Regions from separate parts of the Bombyx mori genome. Here region 2 is linked to region 1. The links are chromatin contacts, called in public Hi-C maps. All regions are on one chromosome and are shown on one strand. Each heading gives the region's core, a stretch centred on a gene start, on an enhancer-like site or on the middle of the called end of the contact. The rest is flanking DNA. Distances are from core to core; before and after follow the strand shown.

Evidence for each region. Hi-C and Micro-C count contacts between places; a contact is called where the count stands out from the background.
Region 2: a contact with region 1 is called in a Hi-C map of posterior silk gland, with 2.1 times the contacts expected there. The contact joins the enhancer-like site here to the promoter of LOC105841518 in region 1. A contact is called at or near these places in 2 of 7 Hi-C or Micro-C datasets (middle silk gland and posterior silk gland).

The regions. Positions count from the first base shown.
Region 1 is chr8:1,717,864-1,724,820 of ASM3026992v2, reverse strand. It overlaps LOC105841518, which reads right to left and starts at 2,886. Exons shown (of 3, transcript XM_062669578.1): 1 at 2,705-2,886; 2 at 1-2,592. The coding sequence starts at 2,886. LOC101736799 (phosphatidylinositol-glycan biosynthesis class X protein) reads right to left here. Exons shown (of 5, transcript XM_062669643.1): 5 at 3,638-6,762. The coding sequence ends at 6,604.
Region 2 is chr8:1,796,835-1,803,384 of ASM3026992v2, reverse strand. All of the region lies in intron 2 of LOC105841518, which reads right to left. Among protein-coding and RNA genes, the nearest start is that of LOC134199225, 28 kb to the left of the region's middle. Within about 2 kb of position 4,339, at least 2 of the 8 cell types and tissues checked have open chromatin away from gene starts, as enhancers often do.

The DNA of each region.
Region 1 (6,957 bases), core at 1,637-4,136:
GGTTGAGGAGTGGTAGACGGTTCGGTGCATGGCGTTGTCGGCGGTTCAGCGACCGGCGTCGGTTTCGATGCCGGCTTAGGATCTTTAGGTTTGGGCGATGTTTTTCCCTTATTTTGATTTTCTAAAATAGTTTCTAATTGTGATAATGATATGACGAGTACATCGGGGTCTTGCAGCACGGCAGGAAAGGCGAATGCCTCCGGGAGCTGTAATTCCGGCCTTGAACTCAATAAGTTCATTATTTCTTTGCCGGGAGAGGCAAGTATCAAATTTAACTTATCCTTCGGGATCAACATCGGGTCTGGAACGTTATAATCTGCATTTGATTTGAGAGTCTGTAGCTGTTTGATAGGGTCGTCGTCGAAATTGAACGCGGGCCATTCGATCTTTTTAGGTTTAACTTCTCCGCACTTGTTGAACACTTTATTTATCTTAGCGAGGTCCTCGGTTGATTCACGTTTTATACGTTTCTCTTGAGGCTCGCCGAATTCCTTGTTAATTTTCCTAATTTCATCCGAGCAGCTCGACACTGTCGGGCTGGCTGACTTCCTGTGTTTTCCTAAATTCAAGGGTTCGCACTGTTGCTTCGTGATCGTAACTTCGGATGTATACATTTTAGGTGACGGAGACGAAAGTAGTGTTTCTAAAAATAGAGCCTGTTTACTTTTTGTCACGGGCATCGTGAAGATTTCCGGCGACGACGGCACTGCCGGTATGCCACTGGGCTGAGGAGATTGCATCGCATCTGATTCTCTCGAAGGTGCTCGCGGTATTTCTATCCTCCGCGGTGAGGCGTGCGGAGTGGCCATCCTTCTGTGTACGCTTAGATCTTTAGGTTGTTCATCACTCTTGTCCGACAAATTGTCTTCGATAGCGTGTGTGGTCTCGGCTGCCCTAGCCACTACTTTAGGTATATCTTTATCGACATGTTTAACGCTTAAGTCAGTCGGTGAATTTTCATCGTTAGTTGACGCCTGTGATAGTTCTTGAGCTAAATTCAGAATAGGCTCATCATCGGGAGGCTGGTCGTCTATGTCCGGCTCCTCAATTTTACTGTCAAGCTCGCCGTCGGTCTGACAATCTTCGTCTTTATTTTGTGATGTAGCGTCTTTGGGTTCGTCCTCAGTTGATGTGTCATCGCTTTGGTCAGGTATCGACCCCTGGGGTTCTACGTAACGTTTTTCGGATTCATAGCTCTCTTGTAAATCAGATACTTGTTCTGAATACATCGTGTCGGATGACGCCACGTCGTCATGTATACTCTTTTCTATGGGGTCAGTGTAGTGATTGACGTTGTTAGTCGCTTGCATTACGGAGGCTTCGCTAAGCGCCTGAAGGCCACAATCACTGGAAGGTTCCGCTACAAACACTTCATCCGACATATAGCTCTCCACGGAACTTTGATGCTCCGGTTGGGTAAGGTGGTGATCGCCTATGTGGTGAAGGTGCAGAAGACCCTGAGCAGCGGTAATGCTGCTCCGGCTCGGTGATTCGAGTGAGTGTTCGAGTCTGTCGATGATATCAGAGACTGGACCGTTATTTAACAACATGTCCTCCTCAGACTCTGCGTACTCGGCGGCCCCGTGAACTAGATGGGCGAGTTTGTCCAGCGTCTGTCCGAGGATTTGGTTATCTTCGCAACCTTTTTCGACCAGCGAATCTAGCAATGCTTCATCGTGAGGTCCTCCAAGCTCTGGCAAATAGTGCGCTTCACTGATCGTATCGAACAGATCCTTGTGCACGCTCATGTCGCCGCCGTAAGCGCTGTCTTCGGTACAGTTCTGAGCTTGGGCCTTGCGCTCGTAATACATCGCTTCCGGTGGCTTCGATGCGCTCAGATCAAAGGACATGACGTCCCGCGCTACCTCTTCCGATTGCAGGAAAGAGTAAGACGGGGCGGCGGGAGGATGCGCCGGGACGGCAGCCTGCAGATCCAGCCCGAGCGCCTCTTCACCGCGCTGTTGGTTGAATTCGAGCTCGGCGACCGCCAGCAGGTTGTCGAGCGGTGTCGGCTCGGGCACCTGCTGGCGAGGCACCGCTATCGTGTGGGAGGGAATGTGCGACTCCAGGTCGGGGGGGAGCCACGCAGGTGCGGGCTCCGGGACGGCCGGGCGACGACGACGCGGGCCGTCAGATCGTCGGCGCCGGCGCCGCTCCTTACGGTCCCGCGGTTGCACGGGAGGGATGCGAATCGAGTTGTAGATCTCGGTGCGCGGGATCACGCGCCAGCCGGCCGGGGTGCGCGCTATGCGGATGCGATTGCGCGGGTCGTAGTCCTCGCAGTGCACCTCCTGCACGGTGCCGTCTCGCTGGCGGGCCCACAGGAACACGGGTCGCAGACGCGGTGCGGGCGGGCGGGCGGCTAGACTGCGCGCGCGGCGACGAGGCGGGGGCGGGCGGCGCGGGGCAGGAGCACTCCGACTGCGGGCTACATCGGCGCGGGGGCGGGCGGCGCGAGGCTCGCCGCCGCCGGCCTGCACCCGCGGACTCACTCCGGCGCGCCGCAGCGAGTGACGAGCGACGACCGCGCGGACGCGGCCCCGAGGCGGACTGAGCGCGAGTGGAGCCCCGCCCCGCCGCCCGCGCCCCGCCCTAACATCGATCCCCGGCGCCCGCTGCACCGCGCCTGCACCGCCCCGTCACTCCCGCCCGCCCCGGCCCCGGCGCCCTCTGCCCTCGTTAATCTTAAATCCATATCTCCAACTCCGACGTGGTGCGTTCCGCCTCCGGCCGGTGTCCGTTTTCCTTGTTCGTCTCTCGACCGGCTCGGTAGCGTTGCGAACGCTGGCCCTGTGAATAATTCGAACCATGCGTTGCCCTTTCATATGCAAATGTAGGGATTGTAGTTGACATAGTCTTGTCTGGGCTTTGCGGTTCGGCAAACATTTTGCAAAGTAAACTTCTGTCACTCGCTTCATTGTTAATTGCGAGATAGAAGGGAGCATTTCGAAACAATATTAACCTTCCTTCGATAGTGATTTATAATACTAAAATAAACTATTCGTATAGGGGTTGCGCTGTATAGTTGTAGTTGTATCACTCAATACAATTAGTATGTGTTCACTACCTATTCAATGTTTTGGTTTATAAAACAGGTTTTTGTACTCTAGCCAGGCGAATTGATACTTGTGCTGCCACCTAGGTACCGGATTAGGTTAAAATTATAAACTTATGCTTCTCTGTCTATGCAGGAACTTTAAAAACACGAATCCAACAGTTCCACGATTAAATCACAGATGTCACTTTTATCATTTTTTGTGAGTTTTAAAATTCCCAAAACTATAAATTGAAGCTGTCCAGGTTTCACACGCTCCAAACGTAAATTAATTATTGCAATTTAGGAGACCGTTGAAAAAATCTACAAAAAATTGGCTCTAAATCTTTGACAGGAATTCAATTAACGAATAATAATTTTGAAACATGTTTGGTATAGAACAATGACGACAGTCAATCAACGTCCAGGTAAAAACGTAATAAATAATGTTTTATCCTAGTTCTGCCGTTTTTCGTTGTAGTGGTCATTGATTTAGAGTACTGTACCGGGGCTCTACTTTCGAATCCTGGACATAGTGCCTTTGCTTAATTAAATTTCACTCGAAGAGAATTAGGAAAATAGTCACTCGTAATTAAAACAAAATTCAATGAAACAACTTTATTCGTTTTAATATTACATTCTCTTAGAATTACGACTAGATATTATTGTTTATGTAGCCCTGTTAAAACTATACGGAATGGCGAACATTTAAAACTTCTAATACTATGGACACAGTTCTAATAACATAAAAAAAAATATAGTGTTAGGACGTCTTGTGAGTCCGCATATTTCTGCTGGGAAGCCATCATGCATTCCGCTACTAAGGCTGGGGCAGCCGTAGTACAATGGAATTGGGATTTCAACCCTGTCTTAGGGATGGAGCAACATTCTCGCTTTGATCCACCTTTTTTTTGCTTAGATGGGTGGACGAGCTCACTGCCCACCTGGTGTTAAGAGGTTACTGCAGCCCATAGACATCTACAACGTAAATGCCGCCACCCACCTTGAAATATAAGTTCTAAGATCTGAGTATATACTGTAGTTACATTTAACGATTATAGTTACGATCATATCATTACGAAGTAGTTACGGTCTACTCTTTACAGAATAAAATGGGTTCAATTTTGCGATGGCGGCATGATTTAAGACTAAAACCATAGGATCGACTAAAATATCTTGGACTACAGCGGACCTCTCTTTTTAGAATGAGTAAATAATTTTATTATTATAGCTTCCTGATTTATTTTAATACTTAGTCTGGCCATAAATACTGTTATAATTAAAAATAAACAAAATATTACATTTGAATTTGGAATCTGTTATTTTTATATGATTGCTCATTGAGTTTTCTCATTTTGGCGCCAATACATTGTACAATATTTTGCGATATTAAAATGGAGTGGGGTGATAAAGAGAACCGAATCGCTGTGATTGCATTACACAATGTAGGTATGGAGCCAAATGCAATTTTTAAAACTCTCCATACGCTTGGTATTAGTAAAATGTTTGTGTACCGGGCTATTAATAGGTGCAATGAGACCTCCTCTGTTTGTGACAGAAAAAGATCTCGCCGTCCACGTAGTGTTCGTACGAAAAAGGTGGTCAAAGCAGCAAGGGAAAGAATTCGAAGAAATCCTGTCTGAAAGCAAAAGATTTTATCTCGGGAGATGAAGATAGCACCTAGAAGCATGTCATGTTCTAAGGTATACAATAAAGTTACAAGGGCTTCCCCACCCTTCAAACCGAAACGCATTATTGCTTCACGGCAGAAATAGGCAGGGCGGTGGTACCTACCCGTGCGGACTCACAAGAGGTCCTACCACCAGTAAAAAAAACATAACAGTATTAAAACTTTAAACTATGTTACAATTGCGCGTAAATGCATCTGCATGTATACATCATAGTCCGAAAAACACTTATTACTTTTTAATCTTATTTTAGAGGAATCACTAAAAACAATTGCAGTCTAAAATTTCCAAGAGCCTCAAAAATATTATTTACCACTTCAACATTATTATTTAAAATGTGCTAAAAAAACTCACTTAACAAAGACTACCTATTAACACTACTGGAGAGAGCTTTCTAGAAAAATGAAGTAACAAATTTAATATTTAAAAAAAATTATGGTGTGTATGCAACTTGAAACATGTGAAAGAAGTGAAACTTCTTTTGCAGTGTATTGTGGTTTTCTTAATTTTTTATCCTTATATCAAATTTATTTTATAATACGGAATGTTTTGTATAAAAGAAACGACCCCTCGCCATTTATATATTGACGCTTGAAAGGCAAACGTGACTAAGCGACAATAACTGCTTTGTACAAAAATGATAGGCAATGACCATATTCGATGCGCAAAAAAAATATATTTCTAGGTCTATTAAAATCATTTCAATCCTAGAGCTACTAGCTAGATTCTACTACAGCTGGATTCGACAAAATAAATTTTGTTTTCAGGTATTTCAACTTTAAACTAGTCTAGTGTAAAGTTCACGCATTGTCGCTTAGTCACGTTTGCCTCTCAAGCGTCGATATGTTATATATTTATATATGTTTTAAATCCTTCATTGAAAAAAAGGAGTTAATATGTTACTGCCATCTACAGGAGCAATGAGAAAATATTAACAAGCCATTTAGTGGCCGACGCCCGTAAACAGAATGTGTATAAGAGAAACGACCTAGCTCGCTTTCTCCGGCCGGATTCTTTGGCCGGATAGCGGATACCGAATATTCAGCAAGGTGCGAGCCCGGAGCGCCGGATATTCGGCTACCGAATATTCGACCCTTTCGGAAATATTGGTGCGCGTTCGGGTGTTGTTGCACGTAAGCGAAGATCGCGACGACTCGGTACGACGACGATTTGGTATTCATTCACTACAATTTGCCACTTGTTAATTTTGAGTATTAAACAAACTAATTGATAAAACAATCACTTTTGACGTGCGATTATAAAAATAAAAGTTGTCCATAGCCTATTGTGGTATTATTTGCCTTTTGTATAACCATGCTATTTTTTTAATATTACTATTCTAAATCCGACCGGATACTGATTTACTATCCGGTATCCGGCCGGATAGTGAAATCATGTGTGGACCTAACAGTTACCGGATATCCGTTTCATCTCTAATCTTTTCTCTCTAGCCGTAACTAGAGAATTAAATTTTACTCTCAACGCCCCTAAAGAAGTTTCATTTAAAAATTGTTTGTGGCTTAATGGCAAATGGCTTTGACAGGAAGTCAATGTTGTTTTTATTATTTTACTCATCACTTTTAATTATTATTCTCATAATCCTCTCGCAGGTTTGTTGGAAGAGTTTTCTTAAAGAAATAAGCACTGCCTTTGTACATAATTTTCCTATTACTCTGTACTATGTCTTCTTTTTTTTGGTGTGTACATAAATAAATAAAATTAAAAAAATATATAATTGACGTGTCCAGTAACTTAAGTAGCTAACATGTGGAGTCTTCATGGGCAGGTCAAATACATTCTATATTTTAACATACTAACAACAGAACGTGGTGGTGAACTTCAAGCATCAACCGCCCTTCGCATTGTGAGACGCCCACAAAATCATCGTATAATCAGACGTCGGTGCTTCAAAATGTGGTCATGCATCGCTCTGATCACCATTGTGGTGCCGACCATTATGGCGAATGCTGTACCTATGCCGATGATGTAGAAGTGGTTGGAGTTCCCGACTGGAACGCGCCACACGAGAGGATCTGTCAACTGAAAATAAGAATGTTATTTATTTATAATTAACACAGCAGGAATACACACTATAATATAATGTACTAGCGACCCGCCCTCGCTTCGCTTCGGAAACTGTAATTTATTATTGATTTCTCCACTATTTAATGGATGTTATTATACATATAAACCTTGCTCTTCAATCACTCTATCTATAAAAAAAAACCGCATCAA
Region 2 (6,550 bases), core at 3,090-5,589, 77 kb before region 1:
ACACACTACCATGTATTTGACGCACAGACACGCATATACATATATCCTCTTTTGTTTATCGTTAGTCTGTGGTCAAATTGAGAATAGATTAATTTTATTTGTCTTTAATATTATTTATCTGTAGTGTAGCCTTGGCGGAATATGTGATAATAGAGAATAGTCTTTGACCATAGACGCTTATTCATGTTCAAACTTATAATTTTAATTGTGATCGAATTTCCACCGCTGAGCGACCACTAGTTCAAACAAATAAATGATTTTTCATATATTTTTAATCTTGCAATGTTCTCTCTTCTCTGTTCTCTGGCTGACCTATCTGCTTATTCAGCAACGATTCCATATTACCGGTAATGTACATATGTTACTTGGTATACATTGGCATTCCTTGAACCAATTAGTGAGAACTGCGATTGGCGCAACGCCCCGTTCACATGGCAATTGTGCCCATGAGGTCGTGTCGCCGGACGCGCGAAGGTCACTTACTCATAAATAATTTATTGTTTTATACTTACAATATGAAAAAGAGGCAATTTAAATTGCATTCGGAAAAGATTTATCTATATCTATACTAATATTATAAAGTGGAAATTGTTTGTTTGCATTGAGTAAGCTTCGAAACTACTGAACCGATTTTAAAAAATCTTTCACTGTTTGGAAGCTACACTATTCGCTAGTGACATAGGCGATAATCTTTTTTGAAAAAAATTTGGGATCCTTAGTAAAACTCTAATAAACCCAAGGTGTAATAAATTACCTAAAATATTCTTTACATCGCGTGCCCTGCGAAAACTATTGATGATAGAATAAAATAATGTACTACGACTTTGTAGAACCCACTATTATTTACAAAAAGTGTCGCGACAGCATAATATGTCTAACTATATTATAATTATGCCACAATAAGTGTTCTTTTATTAAAAAAATAAAACAACTTCAAATATCGTTGAAATTTTTGTTAAAGACCCGAGTGGAGCCGGAGCGTGCCGCTAATCGTAAATATATTTACATTTCCCTTGGTTCAATATAAAAGTGTTATTTTTTATTATTATTTATTTATAAAATCCATAGTTCTAAGTATTCAAGGTTTGTGGAATGTTTTATTCCGTTTAAAACTTTCCGTTGTCCAGTGGCGTTAGTAAAATAGCCTATTAAATGAAAGGTAGGTACCCCAGAACAACCAGTTGCAAGACGATCGTTTCGCGTTACCTAATTTGTTACATATTCCTATCGTTAACTTGGCTGTCAGTTGCAATTGTACTATCGAGACATACAAAATAGAAAAGAAAAAACCAGTAAGTACCAGATTATCTTTTGCTTATCAACAGATTTTCGTGTCTTTTTTTGATTAGAAGTTATTAATGTGCCTTAGCTACTACCAATAGAGAATTTGGAAACATTATTTTTTAATTAAACGAATTTAAAACTTTAGGTCTGAGTGATTTAGGTCGATTTTCGGTCATTGGATGTTACTGGTTAAAGGAAATCGATAAATCTCCACCGAGGTGTATTCTGCTCAGATAGCGAAATGGAAGCGGTCATGCGTTCCGATTTGAAGGGTGGGGCAACAGTTATATAATACAATTGGGAGTTCGACCTTATTTCTGAAGGTGAGCGGCGGGGTTCAACGTTCTGTGTGCTTAGTGCGAGTTTTTTAACGTTCTCGATAGCGTAAAAGTTAACTCAAGTTTGTATGGGTTTGGAACGTTTGCCTACGTTTGCCACTAGGGGCGCTGTTCTCGAACTAAGCACACTGATCCCCAATTCCGCGGTATCCGCATAACTCTTGGCCGTCCGAGCTCTTCCAAATGTCTATAGAAAAATATATTTATTTAAGTTAAAAAAAAATAAAAAAAAAAATTACTATTTCTGAACGAACATTGATCGTTAGAAACGCTTTTTTTTCTTTATAGTGAGAAAGGGAAAAGAGTTATCAATCTATATATTGTTACAGGCTTAGGTATTTTGAAAACTCAATTCAGTTACATTTATTTTATATATTTTTTTTTTTTTTTTATTAACTTTTATACCAATAAAAGGCGTAAATATGCGTCCTTAGGAGAGCCGTATATACTTGCGCCTTTTGCCGTGGAGAACTTGGGGCCTTGGGGTGCGGTGGCCCGTCAGCTATTCAAGGAGATTTTCGCACGCCTCATCGACGCCTCAGGGGATCCAAGGGCTGGCGCGCATTTCGGACAAAGGTTGAGCCTGGCCATTCAAATGCCGCGAGCCTCTTGGACGCCCTACCCTGCGAGCGCATCGATTTGGGGTCGATTTTTTACGTTATCTAGTTTTATTTTTAGTTTGGTATAAGTATATATAGGTATTATGTAGCTTGTTAACTATTTTATCAAGTTACATTTATTATACGATTATCGAAAACGTTAATGAGTCAGGAGCCGCTCAGAAGATATTCAGTTAAATTTGTTTTAAAAAAAAAGCAAAGAATGATCCAGTTTTCCATAACCTCATATATTTTCAGATTGACTAGGTGGTACAGTTGTTAGAGCCCGTGATTGTTGCGGCAAGGGTCGTGGGTTCGATTCCCACATCGGGCAAACATTCGTGTGATAAACATATTTGTTTGCTCTTTGTCTGAGTGTTTATTATCTATGTATGTATGTAACCTCTATATGATTTACGACATAAATCTTAAAAGAGGTTAATATGTTATACAGGTGACATAAATGGTAATTTGAATATTGAAACATTAGAAGAAGGAACAATAGATTTCTAATGTTCCTTCTTCTAATGTTTGAATATTGAAATATAAAAAAAAAACATAAAAACTGGTGAAGCAATAACATTCAACTTTGTTTCTCTTTATAGAGCAAGTCAGTTTGTGCTGTAGTTTTACTAAGCTAAACTTTATTTTGTTGTGAATAAAATAATACATTATATGTATTTAAACGTATATAAGTATATATGTCAATCTCTGGTACCGATAGCTTATGGAATCTTAATTTGAGGTCGGATATGACCGTGCGTGATTTGCTGCCAGTTTCATTTTTCTTTTTTCTTTTCAGAAGTACACATGAAAAGAATTCTCTGTATCAAAACGACAAGCCGGAAAAACTGCTCTTTATTTCATTCTAATTAACTTTTGCAAGTCTAACGGACAAAAACCATTCAGAACGAGGAGAAAAGTTTAGATTTTTTTTCTTCTTCCGTACTTCAAATATGGCGGGTTTCTCTCCCTCTAGTTTAGTTGGAAGTATTCGCAAAAATGTTTTGGGGCTTCGTGGACGCAGGGCCGGAGTTAGAATTATAATGATGATTGTGCGATATAATTACTGCGATTTTTTAGGCATTTGCGTTGTAGATGTCTATGGGCTCCGGTAACCACTTAATAGCAGGTGGGCCGTGAGCTCGTCCACACAAATATGCAATAAATAAAAATAATATAAAAATTATAGCTTGCGAGTTGCATTTTTTCGTATAGTCCTTCCTAAACAGTGCTTAGCCCTTTGACTGCCATGCCGGTCACCGGTGACCTACGCGGCGCACTGAAGTAATTATATCGATTTTGTGTTACTAAGCCGCCTGGATTGCTTAACTCTGCCTTCGTTTGTTTTTAAGGTATATTTCAGAAATAGATTCATTCTCAGTATCATCAGATTCCTGGGAATCCTACCCGTTGAGCGGTGAATTTTTTTATAAAGATTGGAATAACAGTTTTTTTACTGGTTTTAAAATAAAAATAAACCAAATGAAAACGGTAGATTGTTGGAAAAATAAATTAAAAAAATCGATTCTTAAATGCATTTTAAAACGAACTAAGTGGTCGCCCGGTAGTCGAGATTCGACTATAATGAATTGAAATTATAAGTTTGTACACTATTATGAATATATTTTCAAAGACTTATACTTCTATAATCACAAATTTCGCCAAGACTACACTATAGAAAAATATTAATAAAGACAAACAATATTTAATCTATTCTCAATTTTACCACAGACGTCAAGAACAAAAGTTTGACAATAAATAAATAGTAAGCATGCGTGTGTGCGTCAAATACATGGTAGTGTGTGTAATGTTTTCTTTATTGATTTAATGTATATTTTATGCATTATTTAAAAAAATATTAGCATTGTGCACTTCCTCTCTATATTCTCTATAAGTATGGAAAATGTCATACTCCTCCGTCCGCGCAATTTTCGTAAAAAGGGATACAAAGTTTTTGCTTCACGTATTAATATATAAATAAATTCAAAAAATCGTTTCTTAAATGAATTTTAAAACGAATTTTGAAAATTTAATTATAGGATATAAAATGTATCGCTGAATTCGGGAGAGCGAGGGGTGGTCCCCGCGAAGGGGTGTGTGCCTCCCTCTGACCCAGTACCACCCCATGCGTACCACCCTTTCACGCCTATTCTCCTACACAAACCAAAAATGTAACAATATTGCCATTGTGTAAAAATGAAATATTTTTTTATTCGTTACTAACTTTTGCCCGCGACTTCGTCCGGGTGGAATAGTTCACAAATACTGCTTTATTTTAGAACAAATTTGGTTAGCATAAAAAACGTTATAGTGAGCCAACCAGTAACATATAGACATGTACTGTCGCGGACTTTTTATAGATCTTTTAAAGGGGAACAATTCTGTCATACATTATTTTAGCGAAACTTTAATCGTTTTTGCAGCGCATGCAGCGGACGCTCTCAAAAGATAAAAATAAACCCGATTTTGAAACATTCTTTATTGGTGCTCCGCTTGTATTGGTCTTACCGTGATGTTACATAGCTTATAGCCTTCCTCGATAAATGGGCTATCTAACACTAAATAATTTTTTCAAACCGGACCCGTAGTTCCTGAGATTAGCGCGTTCAAACAAACAAACTCTTCAGCTTTATAATATTTTATTCGTTACAATAATGTACTTAAAATCGAAAAGTAGTAAATGCATGAAGATACTAATTTCGGGAATGCGTAAATGTATCGTACGCACTTTATTTTTAACGGTAGGCAGCGACTTTGCTCTGCCCCTGGCATTGCTGTAGTCCATGGGCGACGGTAACCACTCACTATCAAGTGGGCCGTATGCTCGTTCGCCTACAAGGCCAAGGGCAAAAAAAACGTTTAAATATCTGTGAGTCGTGAAAGTTTTAGAAAATATTATGTATATATTTCTATATATACTATATGTACAAACCTTTATATAAGTCTTATGGAAATAACATTTTTAATTTGACATTAAAGATCGCTACGATTATATTCCGATGAAGTTGTATTAAAACAACAATTTATATGTACTGAATAAATACAAGAAACAGTTTAATATAAAACTCGAGAAGTAAGTAAGTAAGAGATCGAAAAAAAAATCTAATTTCATAAAACAATTTCGCAAAACAATAAACCCTGAGTGCTGGAATATAATAACTTTAATAATTCATTATTCTTTATGTTCAGATAATAAAATTACATTTTCTTAATTGACGTGAAATGTGTAGGATGGTAGATTAGATATGGATTTTATCATTTTTAGTTTAAGACACGCCCATTCTGACGGTAGGCGGAGTATTCTCGGAACGATCACCGTCGTTCTATAGAGAAACATCACTTCGACTTCATGTTTGATAACCACTTAATACAAGGCGGGCCGTGCTCCCAATAAAATAAAAAGCGTGATGAGCTCTTTTTAAAACAGCAAAAATAACTATATAATTATGGTTCATGATGTTCAAAAAATGTTCACGATTGACTTCCACGGTGAAGGAATAACATCGTGTAATAGAAATGAAACCCGCAAAATTATAATTTGCGTAATTACTGGTGGCAGGACCTCTTATGAGTCCGCGCGGGTGGCTACCACCGCCCTGCCTATTTCTGCCGTGAAGCAGTAATGCGTTTCGGTTTGAAGGGTGGGGCAGCCGTTGTAACTATACTGAGACCTTAGAACTTATATCTCAAGGTGGGTGGCGCATTTACGTTGTAAACGGCTATGGGCTCCAGTAACCACTTAACACCAGGTGGGCTGTGAGCTCGTCCACCCATCTAAGTAATAAGAAAAAAAATATCTCCGATGCGGTAAGATACGTGATCGGCACATTATACTGAGTAAATAGGTTTTGTTCATATTTCCTACATCTGTGTATGTACATATTATATCAGTCACGTACTTCTGTGGCAAATCCGAAATCCGATTAATAGCATACTAGAATGTCTCATGCGTATATAGAGGTAATAATAATGTTACACCGGTAAGAGTAACGCCATCTATCGCCGAATAGTCGAATAAATATCAAAGGATCTGGTAGCATTTTGAACGCTCGAGAAGAACAACGCCATCTATTATCAGATAGCGGAAACACACAATACTCGACTTTTGTGAGATATTCTCGACGATTCTAGGGATTACATCTCGACTGTAAAAGCGTTGCAGATATGACACGCAGTCAGTCAGTAATCGGATCTACTCGAAGCGAAACAGCGAACGGATCACCTGAAGCGAAGCGGAAGAAGCGAATTGAGAATTTTAAAGTGTTCTGTGTTTGTTCTATGTGATAAATACAGTTTTCATGTTGTACTTCGGTAGAATTTTTATTT